Linked DNA regions of Zea mays: region 1 is linked to region 2. Evidence: chromatin contacts called from public Hi-C data. All regions are on one chromosome and are shown on one strand. The core of a region is the stretch at or near the end of the contact, and the rest is flanking DNA. Distances in the headings are between cores, read along the strand shown.

The links. A called contact is a pair of places that touch in the nucleus more often than the background predicts.
Region 1: a contact with region 2 is called in a Hi-C map of endosperm, with 2.2 times the contacts expected there. The contact joins the promoter of LOC100193052 here to the promoter of LOC109941441 in region 2. A contact is called at or near these places in 2 of 25 Hi-C or Micro-C datasets (endosperm and leaf).

Annotation. Positions count from the first base shown.
Region 1 is chr8:101,555,925-101,563,035 of Zm-B73-REFERENCE-NAM-5.0, forward strand. LOC100193052 reads left to right here and starts at 5,767. Exons shown (of 3, transcript NM_001138220.1): 1 at 5,767-5,852; 2 at 5,984-6,057. The coding sequence starts at 5,833. LOC109461487 reads left to right here and starts at 1,232. Exons shown (of 3, transcript NM_001347996.1): 1 at 1,232-1,579; 2 at 1,721-2,304; 3 at 4,240-4,891. The coding sequence starts at 1,291. The coding sequence ends at 4,542.
Region 2 is chr8:101,418,028-101,425,410 of Zm-B73-REFERENCE-NAM-5.0, forward strand. It overlaps LOC109941441, which reads right to left and starts at 2,991. Exons shown (of 4, transcript XM_020542403.3): 1 at 2,642-2,991; 2 at 1,730-2,528; 3 at 1,377-1,594. The coding sequence starts at 2,489.

The DNA.
Region 1 (7,111 bases), core at 4,517-7,016, 140 kb after region 2:
GCTCAGCCGCAGCTTCGACCCGACCTTGCCGTTGTCCCTGCTCATCTTCCAGCAACGATCGGTCACTGCCGCACGGCGCACGCAACTGATATGAGCAGCACTACAGCTCGATCGGCTAGCTAGTTAGTACTAGCTATCTCGTGTGTATGCACTGTTGAGTAGCGTGGAGGAGGCCGCGACCACTCTCGCGCGCATGCACTGGTGGTTGGGATGGAATGGAAGTATGGAACCAGACTACCTCGATCGATGGTGTGCCTGTCTGGGTATCTGCGACCTGCGGGGGTTACCGTCATGTATGGTTACACAAGATACATCTCTCTTCTGCTTTATATATCTGCATCTGCACGGACATCAAGGTCAGCATGTACGTAGCTCTTGCCTCAACCCTAGAACTGAAGGGCAAATGTTTTCTCTGAGAACTAAAGTGCAATTGGCAAAGTTGAACAGGTAATTTATATATCTTAATATTAAAGAGCTAAAATTTCTGTCTTTTTTTGTATGGCCATTGAGATGAGTGAATATATGCATGTATGTAAGCCACTGTGTGTAGAGTGTGATAGGACTAAATGTACGTACATGTATGTGATGTGTCTTATTGTGATTAAAAAATAGCTATAGATTTTGAATTTCAGTTCCAAACAAAGGACCCACAGCAGAACTGCTAGTGCTAGAACAGCCACCAAAGGTCCACATGTACATACATCTCCCGAGGAGAGCAACACAAAGTTAAGGGCCCATGGGCTCACATTCTGGCCCATGCAAACACCAATTGCAATTTTGTACATTACAACAGGGATGAAAACGGTCGGAAACGGTATTTATTCGGTAATAAGTTTTTTAGTCGTTTTTTCTTTTATTACGAATAAATAGAATATAGAATCTACCATACAAATTTGTATTCTTATTTTTAACATCCAGCTTGTAAAGATTCATAAAAGATAAACCTTAAATTCATCCTATATTTTCTTAAATAATAGATATAAACTTCGGTATGGATTCGGAAACAAATTCGGTAATTTTTTCAACTATTTGTGTTGTAGGGACAAATAACATATAAAACAATTTATGTAATATTTTATTTATATTTGTACTAATGTGTTTGATAACATAGGAAAAGATTAACATCAAATTTTATACATATTTATTTTAAAATATTAAATTTGTCCTAACAGTTTGGATTACCACTTTTATCCCTATATTACTGTCTCTGAATCCGCTCACGAAAGAAAGAAAAAAAAAAGGGGTTGCAATTTTGCTGGGAGCCTGGGACGCTGAGTCAGACCCCCACCGATGGCGTCCGAATCCTCCCCGCCCCCGGCGGGGGCGCCACCGCCTGGTCTGGGAGACAAGCTAGCGGTGTTCTGGGACGAGGGCATGCTGGCCCACGACGCCGGCCGCGGCGTGTTCGACTCGGGCCGCGACCCCGGATTCCTGGATGTGCTCGACCAACACCCGGAGAACGCCGACCGCGTCCGCAACATGGTCTCCATCCTCCGCCGCGGGCCCATCGCGCACTTCCTCTCCTGGCACTCGGGCCGCCCTGCCCACGCCTCCGAGCTCCTCTCCTTCCACTCCTCAGGTCAACTCCCAAAGCCGAAATCCCCTCACTAACTTCGTTTTCTGGAATCTTGATTGACCAAACTGTCTCTTTTTTCTGGTGTTTCCGTTGTAAAATATATTCGTAAACGGACGCCGGCCAAAATCTTCTTGTGGTTTGAAGAATACATAGAGGAGCTCGTCCAGACGAACGCCACCGGAGCCAAGAAGAAGCTCTGTGAGGGCACGTTCTTGAACCCGGGCTCCTGGGGTGCGGCGCTTCTAGCGGCCGGGACCACGCTCTCCTCCGCGAAGCACATACTAGACGGGCAGGGGAACCTGGCCTACGCGTTGGTTCGCCCCCCTGGCCACCACGCGCAGCCCGACCACGCCGATGGCTACTGCTTTCTGAACAATGCCGGACTTGCTGTGCAACTGGCTCTGGATTCCGGGCGCGCAAAGGTCGCCGTTGTGGATATTGATGTGCACTACGGGAATGGCACCGCGGAGGGCTTCTATCGGACAGACACCGTGTTGACGATGTCTCTTCACATGATGCATGGTTCTTGGGGGCCATCGCATCCGCAGAGTGGCTCCGTCGATGAGATTGGTGAGGGCAAGGGGCTTGGGTACAATCTCAATATACCTTTGCCTAATGGAAGTGGAGATGCTGGGTATGAATATGCGATGAACGAGTTGGTTGTTCCATCGATTGATAAGTTTCAGCCTCAACTGTTGTTTCTTGTGGTCGGCCAAGATTCCAGTGCGGTAAGTTTAGTTCACACACTTGTTTTCCTTGCTACATTACATGTTGTGTGCATTAATCTATTTAGAATTCTGTGTATTTGTCCGGTCAGTTCATTACTCTAATAGCCCATTTTGCTAACTAAAGATTACATTCTAGTTAGTGGATATGATTGTCCTTGAAAAATAATAGGAGGAAGGTATATGAGAAAGAAGAACAGTTGGCTCCGTTTAACTTGCTCCCATTGTGGTGCTTAAAATTCGTGGACCAAGTAGCCAATAGGTCATATTTCTGGGTGTTACCTTGCTACCAGAAGTGCTTTTGGTGATTTTGATTTGTCAAGTGCAACCTGTTGTGCGATAAGGCACATTTTTAGCAACTAAAGTTGATTCCCAGATTTAGCAAATAAAAGACATACAAGAACCACGATAAGGTTGCAGTAAACAAGATGAACATTTAATCAGCACATTAGGATAGATTTATGCTACTCACAATGTCATAAGCAAGCATCATGGCAATTGACACAATAAGCAGGTAAATATAACTAGAAAAAATGCTACAGAATTATCCTCTAATGATTCTCAGTACGGGTTGCTAAACCAATGGCCATCCAAGGCTTAAAAGGCTTTTAGAATCCTTGACCAAGTATGGTATCATCCATTTTATCCTAGAATTTAGCTCAACTAGTTCACAGTTGATCAATTACACACATCATGAAGTATACAGATCACTTTGCAATGAGAAAGTGCTCAACAGTGATAAATGATCATTGAACAGATTTATTCACTAGTAAATCAGCCTATGCTGCCATACATGAATGTCACTGAACCCATTCATCATCGAGAATCACATTCAAACCTGCAGTTACAATTCAGCCTTTGATCAATAATAACTGCTTGTTCGAGGAATAACGTGCTAAACAGGAAATTAGCATTAGATATTGCACATATAATGACATGTAGGTGAGTGCAACACACTTACATAGTCCTTGCAGTGAAGCAGGACAGAGAGGCAAAGCACATTTGCGCGTGTCCCAGAAAATTATTCACCCCTTCTATACCAAGGTAGTGCAGGTGTTATCTTTGGAGACATGGTGCTGCTGTGCCAACTGCAGGGTACGCTAAAACTGGCGCCCAAGTAGCAGGAGATCGCTGCTACTCAGAGCGCCCCAAACTGCAGTCTAAAAGTGATAAACAACTGCAGTCTCTATTTGAAGGCTCAAATTTGGCTAGGTTCTGTTTATATAATAGGGAACATTGCTGCCTCATTCACTCTGGCAAATTTTGTTGGAGTTATTCATAATGCCCTTATTCTGTTTTCTTCTTTTCCCTGAGACCAACATGAAAGAAAGGAAATTAGTGCAAGCTTAATTCACTCAGCTGAGACCAACGCCTGGATTGGCAGATCCATATTTTGTAAATTTCTTGAGTCAATGTCTGGGAGTGGGAGCAACCTGTATGCATCGTCATCATTAACTTCAAGTATCATGCTTCCACGCATTGCTGATACTGATACTGAGTGCACAATTGTTTGATCACAAGGAGAGAGCTGAACAGGCTGCCAACCTGAGTTATTATATAAAGATTCTTTTAGGGTTATTTACTCTGATAAAAAGTTAGTAAGATTCTCTGTTTAAATCTTTATGTGATTATTAAACTGACCCAAGCGAATCCATGTTAAATATTTCTACATAACCCACATTTTAGTTTTGATATACATCCTAGTGAATCCAAACATTACATTTAGATTTTAGTAGTTGACAATGAATTTCTTTGGTCATGTGATGCTCTGCTTGAGGACACCTAATCTCACATTTTTCTCGTCTTTGTTTACTGTCCATCAAAATCCTGTTGGTTGGTGGTGATAATCGCAAACATTTTTTTAGAAAGAAACAAAATTCTTAGACTCTATGACTCCTGTAAGACCAACAATAATTACATTATGTTTGACTTATGCAGTTTGATCCCAATGGAAGACAGTGCTTGACCATGGAAGGCTACAGGAAAATTGGACAAATAATGAGGCGCCTGGCTGATCGCCATTGCAATGGGCAAATACTGGTTGTCCAGGAAGGGGGTTACCACATCACTTATTCGGCATATTGTCTGCATGCTACACTGGAAGGAGTTTTGGATCTGGAAGCCCCGCTGCTTGATGACCCAATCGCTTATTATCCGGAGGATGATAAATACACTATGAAAGTCGTTGACATGATAAAGAGCTACTGGAAGGAATCGGTTCCTTTCCTAAAGGAAATTTAGAGGAAATAATGTTCGCGCCCTCAATGTTCAAATTGCAGGAAACTCCACATTCCTGGACATCTTCAATTGAATTGGGAAGAACATTGCACGTCTACGTTTTCAGGCCGTTTAAGATTATCTGATTGACAGTTTCACGCCTAACATTGTACAGGATAGATTAAGAACATTGTTTGCTGCTGCTCTTGAATTTCTGCAATCAGGATCTCGTCAGCCTATTTTTGATAAACAGTCGATCTTTTTTTTTTCCCTGAGATGCTTTTGGCGGCAGTAGAAGGTAGGCGGTGCTTGAGAGTGACAGAGGGCCATGTAACCAGGGGATAAATCTTGATTGACTAGTCCAAGCAAAGGGTGATGCTCGCTACCAGAACTTGAATGTGTTTTTTTTTCCCATCAGGTTCATCCTAGGCATCTGATGGTACTACAAATTGCAGCATGCCGGGACAGTGAATTCCAGTGCATGAATGAAGCATATATGCGCTGGCAGGAAAAAAGGCCCAACGTTGATGCCAAAGAATCGTAATCTTTCCGGAAATGACCTGGAGGAAGGAACGGATTTTTTAGTTTTTTTAAATCATGTGTATGCTTCTTATGAAACTAAGATCACTTTTGACCATAGGATTGGCGTTATATTCAATATATGTTCAAGAGACAATCATGGTCAATAAGAACGTCAAATATAGAAGGGCTGACGTAGACGCCGTTGTCTCTCGCTACTGTGCGGTGGTAATTTGAACCTTTTGTCCAACGTCTTCCTCGCCGTATTGCATCGGATTCTTGCATATATTTGCTGCACTTTCTACGTCAATTACTATTTGATTCGTGGCTAACTGTGTCACATTTTACTTAAGATTAATTTTTTAAATTGAAAAATCAATCTTAAACAAAAAGTTAGATAAAGTGTGGCAATTTAGGCAGCAAAGCGAAGTCAATCCGAGGAAGTATATCCCCTTCCTATAACCAGTAAACAAACAGGGTCTAATCATTCTAACTCCATTTAGAAGTTTGACTTTCCTTCTCTCACCTGTTTTTGTGCGTTGTCAATTCCCAAGCGAACCAAAACCATCCATTGACAGGCAAGGCAGCTACAGTTACGGGCGTGACGCCCGCGTGAAACCAGCGTCTCGTGCATCCTACGGCCACCGGCTTTCCCCATTTTGTCCTTAACTCAAACGCGCAAGCCACCCCCTCTTCGCTTCCGTTCCTGTCCTCTCCTCTGTCCCTCTACGGTGCTTCTGCTCGCCGGCCCAAAATCGCCTCATCGACCACGCCCCCTTCCAGGCTCCCGTCTCCATGGGTCTCCTCTCAAACAGGTCAACTCTCAGATCCAATCTTTCTCTGGTATTTGTTCCTAGAATCATCCGTATTGGCTAGTCTCACATCTCTGCAGGGGCGGTTATTTTTTTTCCTTCTTTTGTGTGATTTTTTCTTTGTGTTGGGACAGGATTGGGAGGGAGAGCCTCAAGGCGGGGGATCATATCTACTCCTGGAGGGCGGCGTGGGTCTACGCGCATCACGGTGAGGTGATTCGTATTGTATTGCTTTTGCATATGCTTACTCCGTTGTATTTAAACTTCGATTGGACGATTGGATCACATTAAATTGCCAAGGTTTTGGGCTCATGAATTGGCGAAATGGGACTTGGTTTAAATTTTATGCTACGAATTTGCTAAATGGGGACTTGGATCACATTTTATAAGCTCAATGCTAAAAACAAGCATACGGATTTGCATATCAGATTCTATATTCTATTTATTTGCAATCAAAGATAAAAGACCAAAAAATTGATATCCAAATAAGTATATGCTTTCATCCCTATTCTTATCGCCGATGTCGGGTGCTTTGGGTTAGGAGGGGATTTCTTTGAAGTCTGAACTGAAAATGATTTTAGGATATAGATCTAGTTAGCTTCTTGGGGGTTGGATTGATTCTCTAGATATCAACACCAGCACCACTAAATGCTGTGCATGCTCTGTCGCACCGATCTTCAGAGTTTGAAGTATAAACTCAATAGGAGTTCTATGTCAGACCAAACAAAATAGACAAGTTCCATTTGGAACTAGATAGATCCCCCTAATCCCGTGGAAATTGAATTGATCCCTGTGAAATTTTTGCCTTCAGATGCCTCCGTACTGCCTACCTTCCTCCTCTTCTTTTTATTTATCATTTCCCAAAAATTTCCTCCCCCATGGATCCCTCCAAATAACGTTTAGGGCTGGTTTGGTGATGAGATTTGGAGGGGATCCATGGGAGAGGAAATACCTTGTTGAATAGCAAGAGATTTCCTCCCCCGTGGATCCCTCTAAATCCTTTGTCTCCAAACCAGCCCTTAGTACTTTGCCGTATGCATAGATGTTTTTGGCCTTTGATCACCTTTTGACAGGTGCTACATGGGAAAAATGAAATTGTTATTACAGATTGTATATCGTTGGGTAACCTTGTAGGAATAGGAAACGTTGTAGGTATTTTTTTTGGGGGGTTGGGGGGATTTTCTTATGTACCATGAATGTTCCCCTTACCTGTTATATGCCACTCCCACGCATTGTGTCACTGAGACAGTGACCTAAACACT
Region 2 (7,383 bases), core at 1,741-4,240:
CGTATAAAACTTTTCCTATTACAGTGTACCCTGCTTTGGGTGGGCTAGGAGCTGCTACCATAGCTCTAAAATATTCAGTGATTTTATACTAGGGTTTCACAAATGTCGAGGACATATTGCATAGTAACGAAAGTGCTTCTGCTCCAACTACCTGATAGCTAACTCAAATAGCAGCTGCAAAGGTAGTTACAATTGCCCTCTGCAAGGACTCTGACCTTTTAGACAGGCTATATGCTCTAAGTCTTATGATTGGAGCTGCTGCTGGAACTGTTTTGGAGGGCGTCGGTAGCTTATTTAATAATTTCAACTTTACTGAGGGTAATGTTGTCGTTGCACTGCCACAAGCCTAGGCTCTGGTTTGCTTTGCAACTCACTTTTCCTGATGCGATAAGTAATGATGTGCACTATCTCTATTTTTCTGTAGGTCAGAATGGCTGCTACACTAGCTTCAGTCTATTCATTCCCATTGACTTCAATATTGCTTCTCTTTGAGCTGACGAAGGATTACATGATTTTGCTTTCTTTCATGGTAAGTGTTAAATGTCAGTGCAGCCTTACTATATTTTTGTGCAGCTGCTATTCATGTGTCGTCCTTGTATACGTATGCATTTCTTAAAGACACCATTAATTTTGTTCATAGATATTACCAAGCAATTAACAATCTATGCCCTACCTAATTCTCCATGTTAATTTCAGTGCAGAAGATATAGATAACTAACACATGTACTTTTCCCCATTTTCTATTAATTGTACACCGATTTATGTGGATTTTAACCTTTTTTTTTACTGATTCCACATATCGGTCCATTGCATGGAGACATCACAACTTCACTTTCCAAAAGTCATCACTCCGAGGAAAACATGTATGCTTAACACATTTCCTGTTTGTTTTTCTAAATATGCACCTTTTAATTTGTATATTTGCTAGCCATGATGTAAATAATAGTAAATTAACCTTAAATTCATCTATTACACACAATAGAGTTATCAGCCTCTATTATGTTGTCCTTAAGATCATTAATCTGAAACTTAGAATGTTGACATCTAGATTGCTGATGCTGCTACATTTGTAGACTTAATTGTTCTACTACCGTGGACAATTGTTTGTTTAGATATATCCACATATGCTTTGCTCCATATATCTAAAACAACACGCTTTTAAATGTGTTCAGCATTGATCGAAGACTCGCGCTAGGCGCGAGCAAGTTACTAGTATAAATCAATTGCAGGTCAAGAGTATATAGATCTTAGCCTCCCTCCCTCTCCCTTTGCATACAGTCATACATATGAAAAAAAAGGAGAGCTAGCTAGCAACCTGAAATAACAGGAATGATGCGATTAGGGAGGGAGGGAAGGAAGAAGTTGTAGGTACGTACATTAGAGCTGATGAGTTGGCAATGGTCATTATCTCGGCGGAAGAGGTAAACACACTTGTAGTCGATGCAGTCCCTGGCAACAACGGTGCCATAGACTTGGATGGGGAAGTCGATATCCGAGCATGCAATCTTGACAGATAGGATGTTTATCGACGCACAATTCACACACATCTTGTCTTGCCAGGGTCTGTTGGTAAATCTCATCGGACCAACGGGCGCTGTGAGGAAGCACATGTAATGAACTAATGATATATGTATAATGGAACCAATAAGCAGGAACAAATCACACATGCTGACATGCAGTCAAGAACATGAGTCAGTTAAGAATTACTGTGACTGCCTGAGGAACTTACACTCCTCTGTGTGGTCGAAGGTGTAGATGTTGCCGACACAGCAGATACTGTTGAGGTATTCGCCACCCTGCTTGACATCGAAGTCGATGATGCGTGCCAGACCTTCACACTCGCGGGCGCCGCTCATGTCCCCCTGGTCCTGGAGTTGACGCGCCTTCTGCAGCTTCTCCTCCCTCAGCCTCTCCGCCTCCGCCGCCCGGTCGGCCTCGGTCATGCCGGAGAGATCTAGAGGCCTCTTCAGGTTGGCGAGGCGCGAGTACTCGCGCGTCAAGGCCTGTCGGCGCGTCGTCAAGCGGAGCAGGAACTCGTCGGCTGCTGCTCCAAGCTCCTCTCTGGCGAGAATCCTGTCATCTGTTGCGTCCTCGAATAGCAACCGCAGACAGGTCATGCGCTCCTCCAACTCCTGCGCCTCTTGCCGCGTGTGCGTCGTCCTCTTGTCTGCCTCCTCCGGCGGCATCAACCAAGGCAACGCCTCTGCTGATCGGTCGAACTCGCTCATGCCTGAGAGATCCAGATCCAACTTGGCAGATGCGAGGCGCAACCACTCCTGCAACAAGGACCGTCGCTGCTCCTCGCCGAATCGGCTGCCAGCGACAAGCCTTGCGGCCGCAATTTTGTCCCTGAGAGAGTCCAGGCGCTCCTCCAACTCCTGCGCCTCTGGTGGCCCCGTCCGCCTCCTCTTTGTCTCCTCCAACTCCTGCGCCTCTGGTGGCCCCGTCCACCTCCTCTTTTCCTCCGCCGATGTCTCCCCCTCCGCCATGATCGATCGTTCCACGATGAACACCCCGAAACGCCTTTGCTGAACAAGGGGGAAAAGCCGATCTAGGTCTTGAGCTTTTATGATGAATTTATATGGAGAGAAGACTCAAAGGACACATAGAGACCTAGATCGGCTGCCAGCACGCTGAGTACCTTGACATCGAGTCACTAGAGACCTGGCAGCCTGGTGCTGGCGGCTGGCGCTGGACCTCCGCGCGCTGCCAGCCTGGCAGTAGTGCTGGCCGCTGGGTCCTGGGTGTGGCCGCGTGGGGCAGGGCGGCGCTGGTGGTGCTGGAGCTGGACTGCTGGGTGTGGGATTGCCGGAGCCGGATTGGGGACACGGCGACAGGGATTGGGGAATGGGGACAGGGCGGCCGCCACGACGAGAACAGACGGGTGGGTTTGCTGAGACCGAGCTAGGGTTAAGAGCAAATCCAACAGTCTCCTAAACAATTGTTCCCAAAAACTATGTATTAGGGGTTCCGCTAAAAACCTTTTTCCCTAAAATCTTATCTTCGCACAGCAGTTCCATAATAATTTACTCCCCAATACTTTAAACTTGTGACACGTCATCAATTATGGGACTATCTTCTACCCACCGTCAAGAGTCCTTCATACTAATTGCCTGCCAAAACATGGGATTCTGGGAGCTCCTCTGGCACATGTAAGACTAGCAAGCCGGTGATTCAGAGCAAAGCTTGCGACGCGTTCAAATTACATTCTGATGTTCATAGGAGTGGAAATGTAGGAGTCGTATACTTTGTAGAAACCGACTGCATCATAAAAATAAGTTGCCAACTAGCATATATTATGATGTTCACGGTACATGGAATGAAAGAAACAACGGCGACATCATATATATGCTATGCAGGAATTAAGCACACGATCATGCATAAAAATAAGCTAGCAACTGGCATGCACGCCAATGCCATCACTAAAAGCAAGCTTCCACTCTGAATATGAACATCAAATCTATGTCAGCACTTCATAGGGTAGGGTCCTTCATGCTGATTGACTGCTAACACATGGGGCACAGGAGCTCCTCTGGCACTTTTAGGATCAATCACGATGGTCAGAAGTAGTATCAAGACAAGTAAACAGGCAATTAAGAGCAGAGCTTGCGAGAGATTCAGATTTACGCCTGCACATCGCGTTCAGCACTGATCGATAGAACAGCTGCACAGTGCATCGCATTCAGCTCTGATCGTAGCGACAGAACAAACACGGAGAAACAGAAACAATAAGAAGCAATCACAGTCAGGTAGGTTGAGCGAGTCTACTCCTCAGCACTCGAGGATGCACTGGAGGTGGAACTCGTGCTTGCAGCTGGTCTCCTCTCAGCAGGGGCACGTACCTGTACCACAGAGGGGTCGCTGGAGGTGAAGGCCTCGAGAGTCGAGACAGATGTTGCAAGCGTCAACGTGGTCGTCCTGGACGCCGCCCTCCACAAAAGGTCGTCCCATCTGCACGGCTGCCCGTCTTTCCACCACCAGCTACTGGATGCGCACGAAGGGGAAAGAAGTCGCGGGAAGCTACTGGATGCGCGTGCTCGAGTGGATTGGGGAAATGTTTGCCTCACCAATATATGCGGGACGCGTCGATGTGGATGCGGGACGCTGTAAAATTACGGAGAAGATTAGGAGTCTGTTGGAGGCGAGAAAATGACAGTCCAATGCGAAAAAGTTTTTTTTCGGGTTGGTTTACAGTATTTGTTGGAGTTGCTCTAAGACTGTCTCCAGCAGCGTCCCCTAAATTCCGTCCCCTAAAAGAATATTCTTTGTCCTTTACAGAACACTCTAAAAGATTCTGTCCTCTATATATTCTCAGTCTCCAGCAGCGTCCCCTAAATTCGGTCCCCTAAAGCTACAGTGTTAACAGATTCTCTTTTTCCATTTCTTTTTCAGTTTTCTTTGTTTTCTTCCCAATTCACGCTACAGAAATGATGCGTCAAAAAGTGTATTTATTAATTTTTAAATTAATAAATTCGAATTGTCAATATTAATTACCATTGCCTGTTGTGTTCTGTGTAACTGTTGTCGATAAAGCGTCGCATAGTATTTTATCAGTACGAAAATATGTTTTCAAATTGACAAGCTTCCACCATAAGCCAGAACTCTTCTTCGAGAAGCCATGGACTTGCTTCCCCTGCACGGCAACCGGATGGCTTCTCTCCGAAGCGTACCTCCTTTATAAATACCGAGTGAGCCTTGCATACTTCACTCAACCTTGCCTTTACAAATTCCACAACAATGAACCCGTACTTAGAATCGAATTTTCTTGTTAGGTTGATGGAAGAAATGGAAGAGGAAGAAGAAGAATTGGAGTTAGCGAGGCACATGCTCAATAGGAGGCGGCGTGCACGCAACAAGCGTCGTCATGGTGGTTCCATTCCAGGGCGTGTTAGGATTTATCGTGATCACATGAGCGGCGATGCAAGAATCCGAGCGGACTACTTTGGAGCGCAACCGGTGTACACGGATGCTCAATTTCATAGGAGGTATTTCAAATGCCCACATTCATTTTTCCATGTACATAACTTCATGACCCCTATTATGATACATTAATTTTATGGTAGGTTTCGTATGCGTCGCCATGTGTTTGAGCGCCTTGTTGATGTTGTGCAACAAGTGGATCCATACTTTATTCAGCGTCCAAACTGTGCGGGTGAGATTGGTCTTTTTGCTCTACAGAAAGTTGTTGCTGCTGTTCGAATCCTTGCTTACAGTATTCCGGCTGATGCCGTTGACGAATACGTACGCATTGGTGAATCCACGGCTCATGAGGCATTGAAACACTTTTGCACGGCCGTCCAAACCGTGTTTGCTCCATACTATCTCCGTGCACCCAATGCAGAAGATATCGCACGCCTTCTCCAAGTTGGCGAGTCACGTGGGTTTCCTGGTATGCTTGGTAGTGTTGATTGCATGCATTGGGAGTGGCGTAACTGCCCAAGTTCATGGAAGGGCATGTTTACAGGGCGCGGTAAACATCCTACCATGATCTTGGAAGCTGTTGCGTCGTATGACCTGTGGATATGACATGCATATTTTGGACTGCCAGGTAACTGCAACGACATAAACGTTCTCCACCGTTCAAACCTATTCCAAAGGCATCTGAGCGGTGACACACCTCATGTTTCATTCACTGTGAATGGTCACACGTACGATATGGGATATTACCTAGCAGACGGGGTTTACCCTGACTGGCCCGCATTTGTGAAGACAATCCATAATCCGTACGACGTTAGAACGCAACACTTTGCCACAATTCAAGAGTCTGCTCGAAAGGATATTGAACGAGCTTTCGGTGTACTCCAGAAGCGATGGGGTGTGGTGCATGGCCCTGCTTACGGTTGGAGTCCTGAACACATTGGGGACATCATGAAAACTTGCATAATATTGCACAACATGATAGTAGAAGACGAAGGTCCATTGGCTTTGAACACAACTTTTGAAAACATCGGAGTGGTGGCTGACACAAGTCAAGGTTCAATGGAAGAGCGCAACGAGTTCGTCACTCAAAGGTACAACCAACTCAAAGACCGCAACAAATACACTCAGCTTCAGGTTGATCTTATCCACCACCACTAGGCGCGACTTGGATCCGGAGTTGCATAGGAAGCAATGAAACAAGTTGTGTCATGTCTGTTCTTGTGTCAAGTTTGTTAGTTTATCTTCTTGTAGTGTCGAACTGGCTGTTGTCTAAAGTGTCTATCGTAGTGCCTCATGTAACTGCTCCTTCAATTCAATAACATGAAGTACTACTGTCATGCAAACCAAATAAGTACAGCATTCTCACACTTATTCAAACCAAATAGTTCAAAACATATAGTAAAAACATTCTGGTACAAACCATGACAAATAGTTCAAAACAAATAGTTGAAAACAAATAGTTCGAACAAGTACTAAAACATTCTGGTACAAACCAGATTTGGGTCTGATGACAATAACCTCACACAAACAAGTCCGAGTATGCCTCATTCAGAAATGATTAACAAACAAATTCATTAACTGACCATCACTGGGTAGATGAAGTTGACCCAGTAACCCTAGCCAATATCTCTTGTTGCTTGGCTTCATAGTACTTGCGGAGAAGAGGGTTACATTTGCTCAGATCCATGCTTAAGATCATGATCTCCTCTTCCTTGTCCTCCTTTAGTTTCTGCCTTTCCAGCCTTAATTTCTCTAGGTTCAACTTCTTCTTTTCTAGGAGCAGTTTTTGCCTCTCATTTTTGTTCATTGAATCCAATTTCTTTTCCTCAGTTGTAACAGTTGTTTTCTACACAGAAAGGCGCTCCAAAGAAAGATCTCCCATGTGTGTCATGAACTTAGAATCTGATGAAGATGTGTCCACAGATTTAGTCCTCTTTGCCTTTTCCTTCGAAGAATCTCGATCCAGTGGCCTCTTCGATGTGAAGCTAGATGGTACAGATTCTTCTGCATCCACATCGACAGTGTTAGAATGGGTGGGATTAGCGTTGCCATGCTGATTTTGTTGCCCCATGTGGTTGTTCATCCATTTTGGTTGGTCCTTAAGTATGGCCCAACAATGTAAAAAGTGGAAAGGCTTCTTCTCAATAGCTGCAAACCTAGAGGCTGTCAGTGATGTCTGCGAGAAAACAAATGGTTACAGCAGGAACATACTTGTAAATACCTACAATACTTATGTGAAATTGTTACATTACAGATGTACCTTGTCTGCATCAGTGAGTCCACTTGGATTCTGTCGGAGGACTGTCATCATGTAACCAGCAAAAGTGGAACACTGTGTTTTGATAGTATCCCATCTACTCATCAAAGATTTTGTGGACCTTTCGGGCAATGTTCCTCGTCTAGAGTTGTATGCTTCAGTAATTCGACTCCAAAATCCTTGACGTTTCTGCCCTGTGTTAATAA